Regions from separate parts of the Oryctolagus cuniculus genome. Here region 2 is linked to region 1. The links are chromatin contacts, called in public Micro-C maps. All regions are on one chromosome and are shown on one strand. The core of a region is the stretch at or near the end of the contact, and the rest is flanking DNA. Distances in the headings are between cores, read along the strand shown. Region 1 holds the start of TRAF3IP2 (TRAF3 interacting protein 2). Region 2 holds the start of REV3L (REV3 like, DNA directed polymerase zeta catalytic subunit).

The links. A called contact is a pair of places that touch in the nucleus more often than the background predicts.
Region 2: a Micro-C map of ear pinna shows a contact between it and region 1, with 5 times the contacts expected there. The contact joins the promoter of REV3L here to the promoter of TRAF3IP2 in region 1. A contact is called at or near these places in 2 of 6 Hi-C or Micro-C datasets (ear pinna and an unstated tissue).

Annotation. Positions count from the first base shown.
Region 1 is chr5:59,981,594-59,988,648 of mOryCun1.1, reverse strand. It overlaps TRAF3IP2 (TRAF3 interacting protein 2), which reads right to left and starts at 3,259. Exons shown (of 9, transcript NM_001270479.1): 1 at 3,063-3,259.
Region 2 is chr5:60,114,579-60,121,633 of mOryCun1.1, reverse strand. It overlaps REV3L (REV3 like, DNA directed polymerase zeta catalytic subunit), which reads right to left and starts at 4,394. Exons shown (of 33, transcript XR_011388583.1): 1 at 4,106-4,394. It overlaps LOC127493250 (spidroin-1), which reads left to right and starts at 4,243. Exons shown (of 5, transcript XM_070074923.1): 1 at 4,243-4,266; 2 at 4,303-5,057. The coding sequence starts at 4,243.

The sequences.
Region 1 (7,055 bases), core at 2,010-4,509:
CAGGGTAGGAAGAGAGGTCAGCGATGGGAGGGGGAACCTTGACGCTAGGAGGGGAGCAAGGAAAATACTGGAATCCTGAGCTCAGGAAAACAATGAGGCAGAAGCTGCCAAGTTTCCCTCATCGCAGGAGGAGCTGCCAAGACCCCAGGCAGCCTGGGCCTGCGGGGTGGGGGCTCCAGTCAGTCCCTTCCTCCCAAATAGCTTGATTTCAGCTGCCTTATCAGGGAACCAGGCCAATTGGCCCAGCTCTGAGCGCCGCCACGTGGGTGAAAACCCACCCTTTCCCGGCCAGTTTACAATTCTGGTCTCCCGCAACGTATGCGCGCGCACACCAGAGTGTGCACCCACCCACCCACCCACACACGCACACGCGTGCGCGCGCACACACACACACACACACACACACACAGGCACAGGGTGGGCTGAGCAGCCAGCCAGCCAGCCGAGCACATGTGGGCTCCTGGGAGGCCTCCGGGCACGAGACACAAAGAATGTGGGAGGGAGACAGGACAGCCTGGGTTTCACCAAGTAAAAATGTCTTGGTGACAAGGCACTGGGAAGAAACAGGAGAGGCCCCGGGGACAGCTTCTGGCTTCCAACCCTCAGATGCTTTCTCAGGGAAAGGCTGCAAGATTGTTTGGATAAGGAAATGCGATCAAACAGTAGGGGTCACTTCCCTGGGCCTGGAAGGAATGTACAGTTGCATGTGCCTCCCTGGTGCTCTTTCCCCCTTTCCTGGACTTGCCTGCGGTGGCCTGCAATCCGCATGTGTTTTTCAAGACTAATCTAAAATTGCCTGCAGCAGGAAAATGATTTGAATCCAGGATAGTTCTGAGATTTCCATTCTGGGAGGGGCAAAACGTAGATTTAATTTAGACAAACTACCTTGCCATGATCTATCTTTCTGAGTGCCTATTAAAGAGCGCCCACGAATATGACTGCCTCCTCCTCCTCTTTTAATTTTCAGAGCATCTGAAAGTCACTAACTCCTTGATCCTGGGAGAAGCAGCCATTAACTCTTGCCATCTTAGCACCCTCCGAAAATGCATAGCCCTGAGTGAAGAATCTTTCTCCCCGACTTGAGCGTACCATGCCCAGCCTCAGCAGCCCACGCAGCAGAGTAACGGTGCCATGCCACCTCCCCCCTCTCCCCCCATGAACAAAGACTGGGGTGGCTTTTGTGGATCAAAGCTAGGCTGGCAACCCAACAACTAGCCTGATTTCAGAAAATACTGCGTCCTTACTTGAAAGTAAAACCAGGAACTCATCGCATTGAAAATATCTTGCCATTGCTGGCTTCTCCCATCGCGGGATGGTGGTGGGGGGATAGAGAAAGGCCACAGCAGGGTCTTGATACCCCCCACAGAAACAGGTTAGCCTTTCTGAAGCCCTGCACCAGCCCCACCCATCAGCTAGAGCCTGGACTGACAGCGAGTAATCATCCCAAGGAAGCAACAGCCATGCAAAAAACACAGTGGTGCTTTGGAAAAGGTTAAGAAGTCCATGTACACGCCCTCTAATGATGCATCTCGTCACAGTCATCACCCTCACGAGGGGTCAGCATGTGTCTCACCGTTTCCTTCCCATCCCGCTAAAGGCCCCCACACACTGACTGCTGGGGCAGGGGTGGTTTCCAGCTCCTGAGGAGCGGGCAACGCTGGCTCCCGGAGCCGGGGTGCCTGCCAGTTCTCTGGCCCATGTTGATTTTGGTAGCAAATGTGTGGGGACGATCCTTCCTTCCTGGGTAACCCAAATAGGATGTGAACTAACTCAAGAAATCCCTGGTTTTCTCCATTATTGTCCAGAACTAACACTGGTGCCTACAGTCAAGGCAGCCGGGCCCCGGGTGACTTGCCTGGGCCCCCGTGCCTCGCTCCAGCTTTTGGCCTGGAGAGCAGAAAGTCAGGAGGAGGCAGAGCCCCTGTGAGGCCTTTGATGGGTGCTGGCTTGAGGGGAGGGGTGCAGGGAGGGCAGAAAAGTACGAAGGAACCAAGTCCTTTTCCTCCACGGGCTAACGAACTGGTAGCAGGACGTAAAATTTATATAGGTGAATTATCAGCGAACAAAACAATCTTCTAAGACCACCCACTACGGCTACCCCTCCGGGAGTACCTTACCCTTGTTTTGTTAGAAGAGAATTTAGACCTGGTGAGTTCACCCTCCACCCGCCCTGCCCCCAAACACTTGACTATGAAGAAATCCAGGCTCCAGGAGCCAAAATCAATTGCCTAAGTCATGGCACTCCAAGGAGTGGAGCAAGAACTTGAAACCAACTTTCTCGTCTTCCTTTGTATTATTTATTTGGCCTCTTTCCTCCAGTTCCTTTAAAATAATAATAATAATAATAATAGCCTCCTAATCCACAAGACCACCTTGAACTTGAAACTCCCAGGAAGCCTGATCAGCTTCTAAGGTCAAGGACTAGCATTTATCCCCTTCGCTGGTTGCTTTTAGCGCCAGCAGTGGTCTGGACCGCTGCTTGGGAGGCGGGTGGGGGCTGCGGGGGAGAGGCCCGGGAGGCAGCTCGCAACTTCCTGGCCCAAGAATGTCATGTTGATTTTTTTTTAAAACCCCCCCCACCCCCGCAGGAAACTGGGATAGAGAAAATCTGGGAGTTTTCCTTCCCAGGCTGCCGCTGGCTGACGTGTTCTGAGGCTGGAAGCCAATGACTTAATCCTTGCCATCCCTGGCTCCCTCCTCGGAGAAATGGGGCTTGATTTCTTGCTCGAAACTTGTGGGGACACCAAGTACCTAAACAAATGGTTCCCAGGCAGCTCTGAAAAGTACCGGCGTGCGTGCCTCCTCTCCCCCAAACAGCTCATCGCGCCTGGCCCGTCTGGAACCCTAAACCAGCGGCACGTTCCCGAAGCACAGAGTCAGCTGTCATTTTCCCAGCCCCAGCCGCTCTCCGCACGAACAAGTGAAGTTTCAAGGCCGGCAGGGGCGGTAGGCAGAGGCCAGGAAGGCGGAACGTTTCAAGAGAGGAGAAAAGACAGCGTTTTGGAAAATGGGTCAGTGGTGAAGCAATCAGGCCGGCGCGCAGCAAAGCCGGGTAAACTTACCTTAGAACCGCCACGGCCGGACAGCCCGGGGCCCCAGGGTCGTCGGCCTCTCCAGGTTCTCCGCGGCAGGTGCCTCCCTCCGCCCTCCCCAGGCCCAGGTAAGTTGAAGAGCAGGATCTGAAGCCGGAAGTGGAAGTTGTATGCAAATCTCTACGGAGGCTAGGAAGCTTCGGCTCAAAATCTCCCTGTGGGCAGTGAATCAACGGGCGAGGAGTCACTTTATTTCTTAAAACAGAAACCTCCTGCGTTCACTAGAGAGGGCCAGTGGCCAATAAGGCTGCGTTTTTGGTGTGTGTGTGTGTTTTTTTTTTTTTATGTCACCACCCAGCTAAGAGGCTGCGGAGGAATATGGGGCCCGTGGTGTGACGGAGGGGCCGTGGCCTGAGAAGGTGTCTCCAGGACCCGAGGAGATGGGGCAGATACTGGGGAGGGGTGTGTCGCTAGAGCTTCTTTCTGTCTCCTGGGACTGCTTAAAACACCAGCATTTGCTCCAATAACCGTGGACGGGGGACTCACTGCCTGTGTTCCCACACTGCTCACGGGCACACACACACACAGAGTCCTCCCCTGGCGGCATTTTTCTTCTTTCTTCATTTTTTCTTTTAAAGATTTATTTGTTTGAAAGGCAGAGTTACAGAGAGAAGGCCAGAGAGCGAGCTCTCTATCTTCCATCTGCTGATTTATTTCCCCAAACGGCCGCAACAGCCAGGACTGCGCTAGGCTGAAGCCAGGAGACTGGATCTCCATCAGGATCTTCCATGTGGGTGGCAGGAACCCCAAGTACTTGGACCATCTTCCACTGCTTTCCCAGGTACATGAACCGGGAGCTGGATCAGAAGTGGAGCAGCCAGGACGCGAACTGGTGGTCATATGGGATGCCTGCATCACTGGCAGCAGCCTAACCCACTGCTCAGGCCCTGGGGCCCCTGGCTGCATCTTCCACAACCTCGTTGTTTAAACCCTACGGGATTTATCATGCGGAAGAGCTGCTGGGAGCAGGCTGATACCACAGCAATGCGCGGGGACGTGAAGATGGCTAACATGGAAGGCAGCACAGGTGCCAGGCGCTTTGGAGGGAGACCGAGGGAGGTACAAACCCAGCCGTGGCACTGGGCCACTTGCGGTGCTCCTGGGGCTGAACTTGTCTGCCTGTTGGGGAACTCTGAGGGTCAGCTCCCTGAGCTGGCTCAGTCTCCACCCTCATGTGCAAAACACTCCCTAGAGCACCCCACCCGACGGGGCTCAGCAAGGACATGTGAGTCAGGTTTTCTATGTCCTAAAAGTAGGAGACTATGAGGGGACTTCAGGAAGTTCAGGGAAAATGGAATGGAAAGATAAAAATTTTAAATATAAACTTCATTTCCCAACATAAACTCTACCAACTTCAAGACATTTTTGTCAATAATACCAGCCAGTTAGTCCATCCCTAAGGAGCTGAGAGTCCTGAGAATTTGTCCCGAAGCAGTCTTTCCCACCATTGACTGGAAGCAAATGAGTGCCCTTTAAAGTGTGTGCTTGTGTGTGTGTGTGTGTGTAACAAAAAGAAGTCAGAAGTAGCCAAACCAGGACAGTAAGGTGAATGCCTAACAATTTCTCATTTAAACTCTTGGAAAATCGTGCTTATTTGATGAGAGGAATGAGCCAGAGCATTATTGTGGTGGCAAGCAACTCTCTGATGAAGCTTTCCCAAGCATTTTTCTGCTACAGTTTTGGCCAGCTTCTTCAAATCACTTTTTTTGAAAAGCAGAGTTACAGAGAGGCAGAGGCAAAGAGAGAGAGAGTCAATCTTCAATCCACTGGTTCACTCCCCAGATGGCCACAATGGCCAGAGCTGAGCTGATCTAAAGCCAGGAGCCAGGAGCTTCTTCTGGGTCTCCCACATGAGTGCAGAGACCCAAGAACTTGGGCCATCTTCTACTGCATTCCCAGGCCATAGCAGAGAGCTGGATCAGAAGTGAAGCAGCCAGGACTCAAACCAGTGCCCGTATTGGATGTTGGCACTGCAGGCAGGGGCTTTACCTATTTACGCCACAGCTCCGGCCCCTTCAAATCACTTCTGATAAGTAGATGTCACCATTCTTTGACCTTCTAGAAAGTCAACAAGCAAAATGCCTTGAGTCCAAAAAAACCTGCTGCTGTGACTCTTGACAATCTGCTTGTGCTTTGACTATTTCCATCTTTCAGTAGCCGTTGCTTTGCTTATGCTTTGTCGTCAGGGTATTACTGGTAAAGCCTGGATTCACCTCTTTTTATAATTATTCAAAGAAATGCTTCTGGATCCTGATCCCACTTGTTTAAAATGTGTATTGAGGGGCTGGCACTGTGGCCTAGTGGGCTAACACTCCACCTGTGGCACCAGCATCCCTTATGGGTGCCAGGTCTTGTCCTGATTGCTCCTCTTCTGATCCAGCTCTCAGCTATTTCTTGGGAAAGCAGTGGAAGATGGCCCAAACACTTGGGAGACCTATAAGAAGCTCCTGGCTCCTGGCTTTGGATTGGCCTAGTCCTGGCCATTGCAGCCATTTTGGGAGTGAACCAGCAGATGGAAGATTTCTCTTTGTCTCTCCTTCTATCTGTAACTCTGCCTCTCAAATCAATAAATAAAATCTTTTTAAAAATTTGCATTGAAAGCTGTGCTCCTGTTTGCAGCTGACCAGGGCACAATGATTTGGGAAGCCACCAGGCAGAAAGTTTGCTCTACTTGCATTTTTCAGCCAGAATTGTACAAGCTAAATGAGTTGAGCTGTCTATGATGTTGGCCGTTGTTTCTGTCCTATTCTTAGGACATGAACAGGAACGATCTTTTCTTTGCAGACTGATGTGCCTGGTCTACCACTGGGGGCTTCATCCTTACATCATCTTGGTCTCTCTTTAAAAGAGTCATATATCTCTAAACTGGGGATTTCTTTGGGGACATTGTCCCATTAACTTTTTGTAAAGCACGAAAAATGTTCACCATTTTTCTTCCACATTCCAGATTCACAATAAATTTTTTTAAAGATTTATTTTATTTATTTGAAAGACAGAGTTACAGAGAGAGGTAGAGACAGAGAGGTCTTCCACCCACTGGTTTACTCCCTAGATGGCTGCAATGGCTGGACCTGCGCTGATCCAAAGCCAGGAGCCAGGAGCTTTCTCTGGGTCCCCCATGCGGGTTGAGGGTCCCAAGGACTTGGTCCATCTTCCACTGCTTTCCCAGGCCATAGCAGAGAGCTGGATCGGAAGTGGAGCAGCCGGGTCTTGAACCGGCGCCCATATGGGATGCCAGTACCACAGGCCAGGGCTTTAAACCACTGCACCACAGCGCCGGCCCCATAAACTGGGGATTTCTTTGGGGACATTGTCCCATTAACTTTTTGTAAAGCATGAAAAATATTCACCATTCTTCAACACTCAAGATTCACAATAACTTTGATGTCTGTTCTTACCTCAATTTTGGCAGAATTCATGTTGCTGTGATAGGAGGTCTTTTCAAACTGATGTCTTACTCTAGTGTCTCAAACTAGATCCTGTTGAACCATATTATAACAAGTTAGTGCAGGTTTATTTTGGCATAAGAAAGTGTTGAGGTGTTGTGGCATAGCAGGCTAAGCTGCCGCCTCCAACACTGGCATCCCATATGGGTGCTGGTTCGAGTCTCAGATACTCCACTTCCAATCCAGCTCTCTGCTAATGCTTCTGGGAATGCAGCAGAAGATGGCCCAAGTACTTGGGTCCCTGCAGCCATGTGGGAGACTTGGTAGAAACTCTTGGCTCCTGGCTTCTACCTGGTCCATTCCTACCTGTTGTGGCCATTTGGTAAGCAACCCAGCAGATGGATGATCACTGTGTGTGCGTGTGAATGTGTGTGTGTGTCTTCTCTCTCTGTAACTCTGCTTTTCAAATAAATAAAAAAAATTAATTTTTAAAATTAACTTTAAAAAATTTTTTATTTAAAATTGTATTTGTTTATTTTATTTATTTGAGAGGCAGAGAGAGAGCAATCTCCTATCC
Region 2 (7,055 bases), core at 3,145-5,644, 130 kb before region 1:
CTGTCAGGTGGTCAACTGAAAACGTTCTCTTGAGTCCTACTTGTATCTTAAAAACACACTTCTTTTATAGTCCAATCATACTATGTCTGACTTATGTTCACATGTCACTTATCTCCACTACATGTGAGCTTCTAAAAAGTAATGTTCTTAATGAAGACACCTTAAAAAAACTTGACATCCATAGCAGTTTCTCATTAAGTGTTCACAGATGAACTAAATCATCTATCACTAGATTCTACTATGCACACAGATTTAAGGGGGCTCCTGCTTAAGCCTCTAATTTGCTGATTGTGATTTTAAACAAATATAGGAAGCTAACAAAATCTGCTATTAAGGGCTTCAAGTACCTACTAAGTAAAGGTGACTGATTTTGTTGGTGAAGAGTCGTTAAATCTCCCTGGTGTTTCTGAAAATCTCTAACAATCATAATGTAATAGGTATGTGATCTTAAAATATTTTTCAATGGTTTAACAAAAACCGGGGAGGTATAAGTAGATAAATCTTTTACTAGAGAAATTTTATTGTAATCTAAGTTTTTGATACAGCTCTTTTCAATTTACCAAAACAAACCAAAAAAAAAAAAAGTGAGGCCCTTCTGGTAATTTATTATAGTAATTTTGTAAAATATAAAGAATAAGTATATAATTTGCATAAGCAACAACATAAACATAGTGAATTTCATAATCGCCAATTTCTTACGTTGAAAATTTCATGTAATGTTTAAGAGTTAAATACTGAGTTGAAGGAATTCAGAGCTAAGAGTAGCAGAGTTCCTTACATAATCTTCAAGTCAAGCAGCTCCCTCTATGGTCTGGTTGATCTACTTGGTTTAATTATTTGCTTCGTGGACATCACTTCTCTGATTACTCCTTCTCTGCATCTCAGAAGTAATACTTTTTGAAAAGATAATTCTGTTTAACCTTATGCTGAGAAAACCCAGAGAGTTATCTAAGTTCAGCAGGAAGTGAGTTCCATCAAGCAAGAGTTGAGATGTGGAAACTGGACAGCTTCCCAAGTTCATCTTAGTCAGGTCCTCACAAGGAATCCTCAGGATTTTAAGTGAATTTTCTGAACAGTCCCATCCACACTTAAATCTAAGTGAAAAAACACTCACCTCTATTTTATCGATAACCTTGCTTCCCCCCACTAAACCAAGTTACCAAAATGTCCTTACAAAAGAAAATATTAACTATGTATTCTACAAATGATGTCGTTCAAGAAACAGTTGTATCAAAACAATGCTCAAGATATTTTTAAAATGAGTTAAAGAAAAGCAGGAAAGGGTTTTACAGGTTTTTTTTTTTTAAATAATTCCACTTCTCACATGAGAAAATTTAAGGTTCTCTCAGGAATCAATACCCTCAGTCAGCAAGAGATTAAGTCAGTCTATCAGGATTTACCACTCAAATGTGAATATGCCACTTTGAAAAATAATCTTTCAAATTTTACCACTCAAGATATGGGAGATTTTAAACCATGAGATTCTTTCTTTCTTCCTTGCAATTATTTAAGTCCTCAAAACACAGAACAAACAGAAGTCAACTGGACTGTTTTCTAAAGCAGAAAAATATTTTTCATACAATAGAAAAACTTAATTAATGAATCCAATTAGATCAGAATTTATAATTCAGGAATGGCCACATTATTTGCAAGAAAACTTCTTCCATTTTTCAGGATCTCATTTGTAATGCTCAGTTTAAAAAGACCTTTTCTCTAAAACAAGGTAAAGAACTAATAAGGATTTCCAAAACTTGCTCCTTCAAGTATATCTACGTAAGACATGTTTACGGTACTTCATGTGTATAGGTTTATTATGACTTATTTTACTTATTAATCAACACAAACAGTTTTTATCTTCAAATAATAAACCTGTCTTCTTTAAAAATTTTAGCATTCAGACTTTACTAAGACAGACTGGCCTTTTCATTAATTACTTTGAAATTTTATTTTACTGAATGGCCTGGACTAGTTTTCATGGGGAGAGCATTCAAAAGCAGGTAATTCTGAAGTTTTTGTTTATATTAATACCAATTTCACCGGGAATTCCTGACATGCTAAAAATACTGACTTGATTCATGAAAGTTATAAACTCTAAATGTATGACAGGGACTTGAAATTTTTTCTCTGAACAAATGAGACGTTTAAATTGTGAACTACACAGCAAATTCAATTTTATAATCTTTAATAACTTGAAGTCTGGGTTTCCCTGTATTAAGTTTCTTTCAGTGAACGCACAAAAAAGTCTTGATTCATCTATGAAACATTTCAAAGTATGTACAAAAAACCACAAAACAAACTAATATGGGCTTCTGTTTTAAGGGAGGGGCTGATAATCTATTGTAAAATGGTCAACAGAGAATAAATATTTATCATGCATGGAACAGTTCATCATTTTTTTAAAAAACACTAAAACACATAAGTAAATCCTGTTTATTTTTAAAGGAATATTCTCTCTCATAATGGGATTAGGTTAGCTTTCTCATAAAACAGAGCTTGAAATTCACTGAGGGGCATACTAGTGTACAAAATTAAATCATACAAGCTGTAAATGTAGAAATATCACAGTATGTCCTATCAGTATATAACTTTATAATATGGAAAGCTGGCTGACCAGAGGTGTATCAACTTCACTATCTTATTCTTCCTCTGTGTTTGAAGTGAGAACAGATAGGATACCACACTCAAATTCCAGCTGGAAAAACAGACAGCATCACTATATATTTAAAAGTGCAGAAAACCTATCCGTCAAACATCAATTGCCTCCATTTTCCACACTTCAAAGTTTCAAGTGTTACATTTTCCACAACCTGTTAACAGCAAATTTCCCCATCTTCTCAAGATTCACAGCATCAAAATCTTTCTCAGTATTTCACAAAAGAATATGTTACCAAATCTCACTCACGACACTGACATTTTTAACAAAGAGAATTCACATTCAAAGATAACTGCTTGGAAGGCGTGCTTGTGTTTGGGCAAGTGCCATTATCTGAGCAGGCCACAGAAACCGGCTGGAGTAGTAAGATGAATGGTGATGAGGGTACGGAGCATCAAGTGGGAAACGCTCTCTAAATCCCATTGGGCGCGACACAGCGAGAGGTAAGAGCATCCTTTCCTAGGAGGCAGCTCCATTCTCTCCAGTGCGCGGTTCAAAGCGTGTGGCAGAGCAAAACAACTTAAAGACGTGGAAATGTGGTCATTATCCTACTGCTAGCATCAAAAAGTCCCAAGAGCTTCTGAGAACGTCGCTTCTGTCACTGTGGTCTCCTCACTACACCCCTTCTTTCAAAAGAGTTCTTTACAAAAAAAAGACATATATACACCTGTGTTTAAAACGTGATGCCACAACCTAGCCTCGGGTGCTTGCCAAACGTCCGCGTTGCTGAGTTTGACCGTGGGCCCTAATCAATCGTCCCTATCAGGTGTGCTGATGGACGCGGCGGCCAACAGACGCTCGTTTCCCTGCGAGCCGGGTCCCCGGACGCCGAGGAGGCGCGACCTGCGCTCACCAGCAGGGTCACGCGCTCCCCCCACCGAGGAAGACGACCTGGCCCCCGGCGCCACTCTGCAGCCCACCGCGGCTCCGGAAGGCGCAGAGGAGGGCGCGGGGGAGAGGAGGCGACGGGGAGCGCCTGAAAACACACGCGACTGACACTTCCCCTCTCCTAGAGCCGTTTCCAGAAAGAGGGCACTTGGGGAGACGCAGGGGGCGTGCGGGAGTCCCACCGGCGACCCAGTTCGCTGCAACCCGTCCGGCGAGGCCCTGGCGCGGCCACCTGGCCCACCCTCCCGGGCGAGAGCGGTGCTCGCCCCGCCCGCGACCCCGAGTGCGGCTCCAGCTCCCCGCCGCCGGTCGCAGTGTAAACACTAGGCGCTCCCCGCCGGGAGCCGGAACTGGGGGGGTGGGGAGGAGAGGCGCTCACGCGAACCCAAATTTTTGCGCCTCTAGTCACGCACGAGAGGAAAGGCGAGGAAAGCGGTAGAGGAGGAAGAGGCGGCAGCGATCCATGCAGAGAGCGGCGTGCGCGCGTGTGCGCGGCGGGGAGGGCGGCCCGGGCGCCCCGCCGGCTCCGGCTCCGGCTCCCGCTCGCGCCCCGCGCCCGCTTACCTGCCGGGGTCGCTCCGAAGACTCGCACCACCGGCACCTTCTTGACAGGGAGCTGGGTGAGGGGGGATTGGCAGATATCCAGCCCCTGCAGCGGGCTGGCCATGTAGTAGTCGGCAGTCACTATCCTCACTGAAAACATGTTCACTGCCGCCGCCGCCACCGCCTCCCCTTCACTGGCGACCTGGCAGCGGCAGTAGCAGCGGCGGCTCCCTCCGCAGCGGCGGCGGCGGCGGCGCCCCCTCCCGTCACACACAGACGCCGAGAGGCGCGGCGGCGGCGGCGGCGGGCGGGGCGGTGTAGGCGCTGCTGCTGCTGCTGCTGCTGCTGCTGCGGGCGCCCCCTCAGGAGCACCCGGCGAGGGGCAGCAGGAGAGAAGCCCTGGCGCTATCGTCGGTGCTCGTGGTGCTGCCGCCACTGCCGCCGTCGCCGGGAATCACACGGGCGCCTCGGTCCCAGGCTGCAGTTCTTGTTGCCATGATGATGATGTCACGGACGCAACCACTGGGGGAGGGGCGGGGGGAGTGCGTGTGTGTGGAGCGCAGGGAGGGCTGTGTGTAGTAGGGGGGGAGGGGTGCGGCGGGAGGAGGAGGAGGGAGCGGGGCGGGCGCCTGGGCGGGACACGGGGTGGGGAGGGGGGCGAGAAGGTGTTTTCTCCCCCGCCCCTGGGCAGGAGGCTGGCGGAAAGCAGGGCCCGTGTCGGGCGCAAGGGATCGATGACTCGGCCGGTGGGCAAGGCCACCTGGGAGAGGGGCGGTGGAGCACCGATGTCATGGATGGACACCGAGAGGGCTCGCGGGAGAGAGGGGGCGGGGTGGGGGCACCCAGTGTTCAGGGCCGTTGAGGCGGCTCTGTGGGCCTGGCCGGAGCGGCGACGTTCCCGCTTGCCTCGCCGGCCGCCATTTCATATCCTGCAGAGGAGGCGGGGGCAACCGCACAGACGATTTTTCACAAGGTAAGAAAACCCGCCCGCGAGAGGAGGGAGGCGAGGCGCAGATCTCGTGCCGCCGCGGCCTCGCGGGAGAGAGGGCGGGGCCGGGCGCGGACGCAGCCGGCCCTTGTCAGGTAACGCGGCGGCTGCGCGCGCGCGCTGCCCGGGGCTGCGGGGGGAGGGGGGAGAAGGCGGGGACGCGCGCGCGCGGGCACGGGCCCCGGCCTATAAAAGGGCCGCCCTGGCGCCCTTCCCCCGCCCGCCTCCCTTCCCTGACCGCCTCGCGGGCCGCCGTGCCCCTCCTCCCCCTCGCTGATGCGGTGCCCGCGCTTGGCCGCTTCGTGAGATTTATTCACGCGCGGCTCCCCTCCGCCTTGCCAGGCTTGGCAGAGCCGGCGCGCAGATTCCCCACCCCCGTGGTGTTCTCCCTCGCGCTCGCGCCGCCGTGTCCTTCCTTGCTCTGCGCCCGGGCACGCGCGGGTACATGTCAGGACTTGTCAGCTCCCGGCGACCTGCCCCGCGCCGCCTCCCCCTGCGGAATGTGGCGTTCAGAGCCTGGCGGAGAGCGCGTTGGCCCAAGCACGAGGCCCGTGAAAGTCACCGCGGCTGACGTGGGCGCCTGATGTGACTGACTGCGTTGTGCAATGTTTCACCGCCCGAAGGCAGCTGCGTGAAAGGGGCCGGGCAGAGACCGTTAGACGAAACAAGTTAGCTCAGAAATGGAGAGCGTGAAGGGGTGCAGTTAGGGAATTTAAAAACGGGAGGGGGCTGCTGTTGAAATTCGGAACCGAGGGGGTTTTTTGTTTTTGTTCTTTGTTTTTTTTTTTGTTTTTTTTTTTGTCTGGGTCACGAACCCTAGGCGTGACCTTCGACGATTAATTTGGCTGCTTTGGGCCTCAGTGTTTTCATGTATAAAACGGGAAGATTTCTCTTAAAAGCTAAAATCCTTAAAGGTTTCTTCCCATCAGCAAGATTTAAGCAGACAGAGGCAGAAACCGTGAGTTAATGTTGGAAATGTGTCACAGAATTAGGTCTTTTTGACATTCCGTTGTTTATCCCAAGCACAGAGGATTGGTCAACGCTGGTGTAGAATACAGGGGTATTTTCATGTGTACTGGGGTGCCATGCATTTGAAGCCGTGAGAAAGCTCAGTTGGAACCATTGTGGGTCTTAAAATAAGAAAATCGAAAGACTCTAAGGGGCAGTTCACTGAGAGAATCAGTATAAATTCTATAATATATAAATGCTAATAAGAACCTGGGCTCCCAGGGATTGGAGACTGATTACCACAGTAAATTAGCCTGCAGGTTTTAGCCTCAGAGCATGATTATAAACATAGGTGGCAAGCTTTCTGCTAATATAGTGGAAATCACCTAATAACAGTTTAAAGAGATGAAAGTCTCTTAAATTGACTTGAAATTTTAGAAGGCTGTGGAAGTGATTTTAAAACATGACTACTATGCTAAAATGCATTTTCTGATAAAATAATTGCAAAATAAAATATTAGATGTACACTACCAGTGATTCTCAAAATGTTCTATGGCACCTGGGGTGTTCTTCAAAATTTAGTATTGGCCCATATTGAATTATGGGCCAGAAATCCATATTGTTAGCAAACCCACCTGTGATTTCTTTCTTTAAATGATTGATTTAGGGGCTGGTGCTGTGGCATAGTAGGTTAAGCCTCCACCTGCAGCGCCAGCATCCCATATGAGCACTGGATTCAAATCCCAGCTGCTACACTTCCCGTCTGTCCCTGCTAATGGCCTAGGAAAGCGAGGGAGGATGGCAAATGCCTGGGCCCCTACACCCATGTGGGAGACCCTGGAAGAAGCTCCTGGCTTCAGATCAGCCCAGCTCTGGGCCTTGTGGTCATCTGGGGACTAAACCAGCAGATAGGAGGCCCTTCCTGTCTCTCTCTCCCTGTCTCTGTAACTGCCTCTCAAATAAATCTTTTTTAAAAATAAGTGATGTTTTATTTATCCATTCATTTATTTGAAAGGTGGTGAGAAAGAGAAAGAG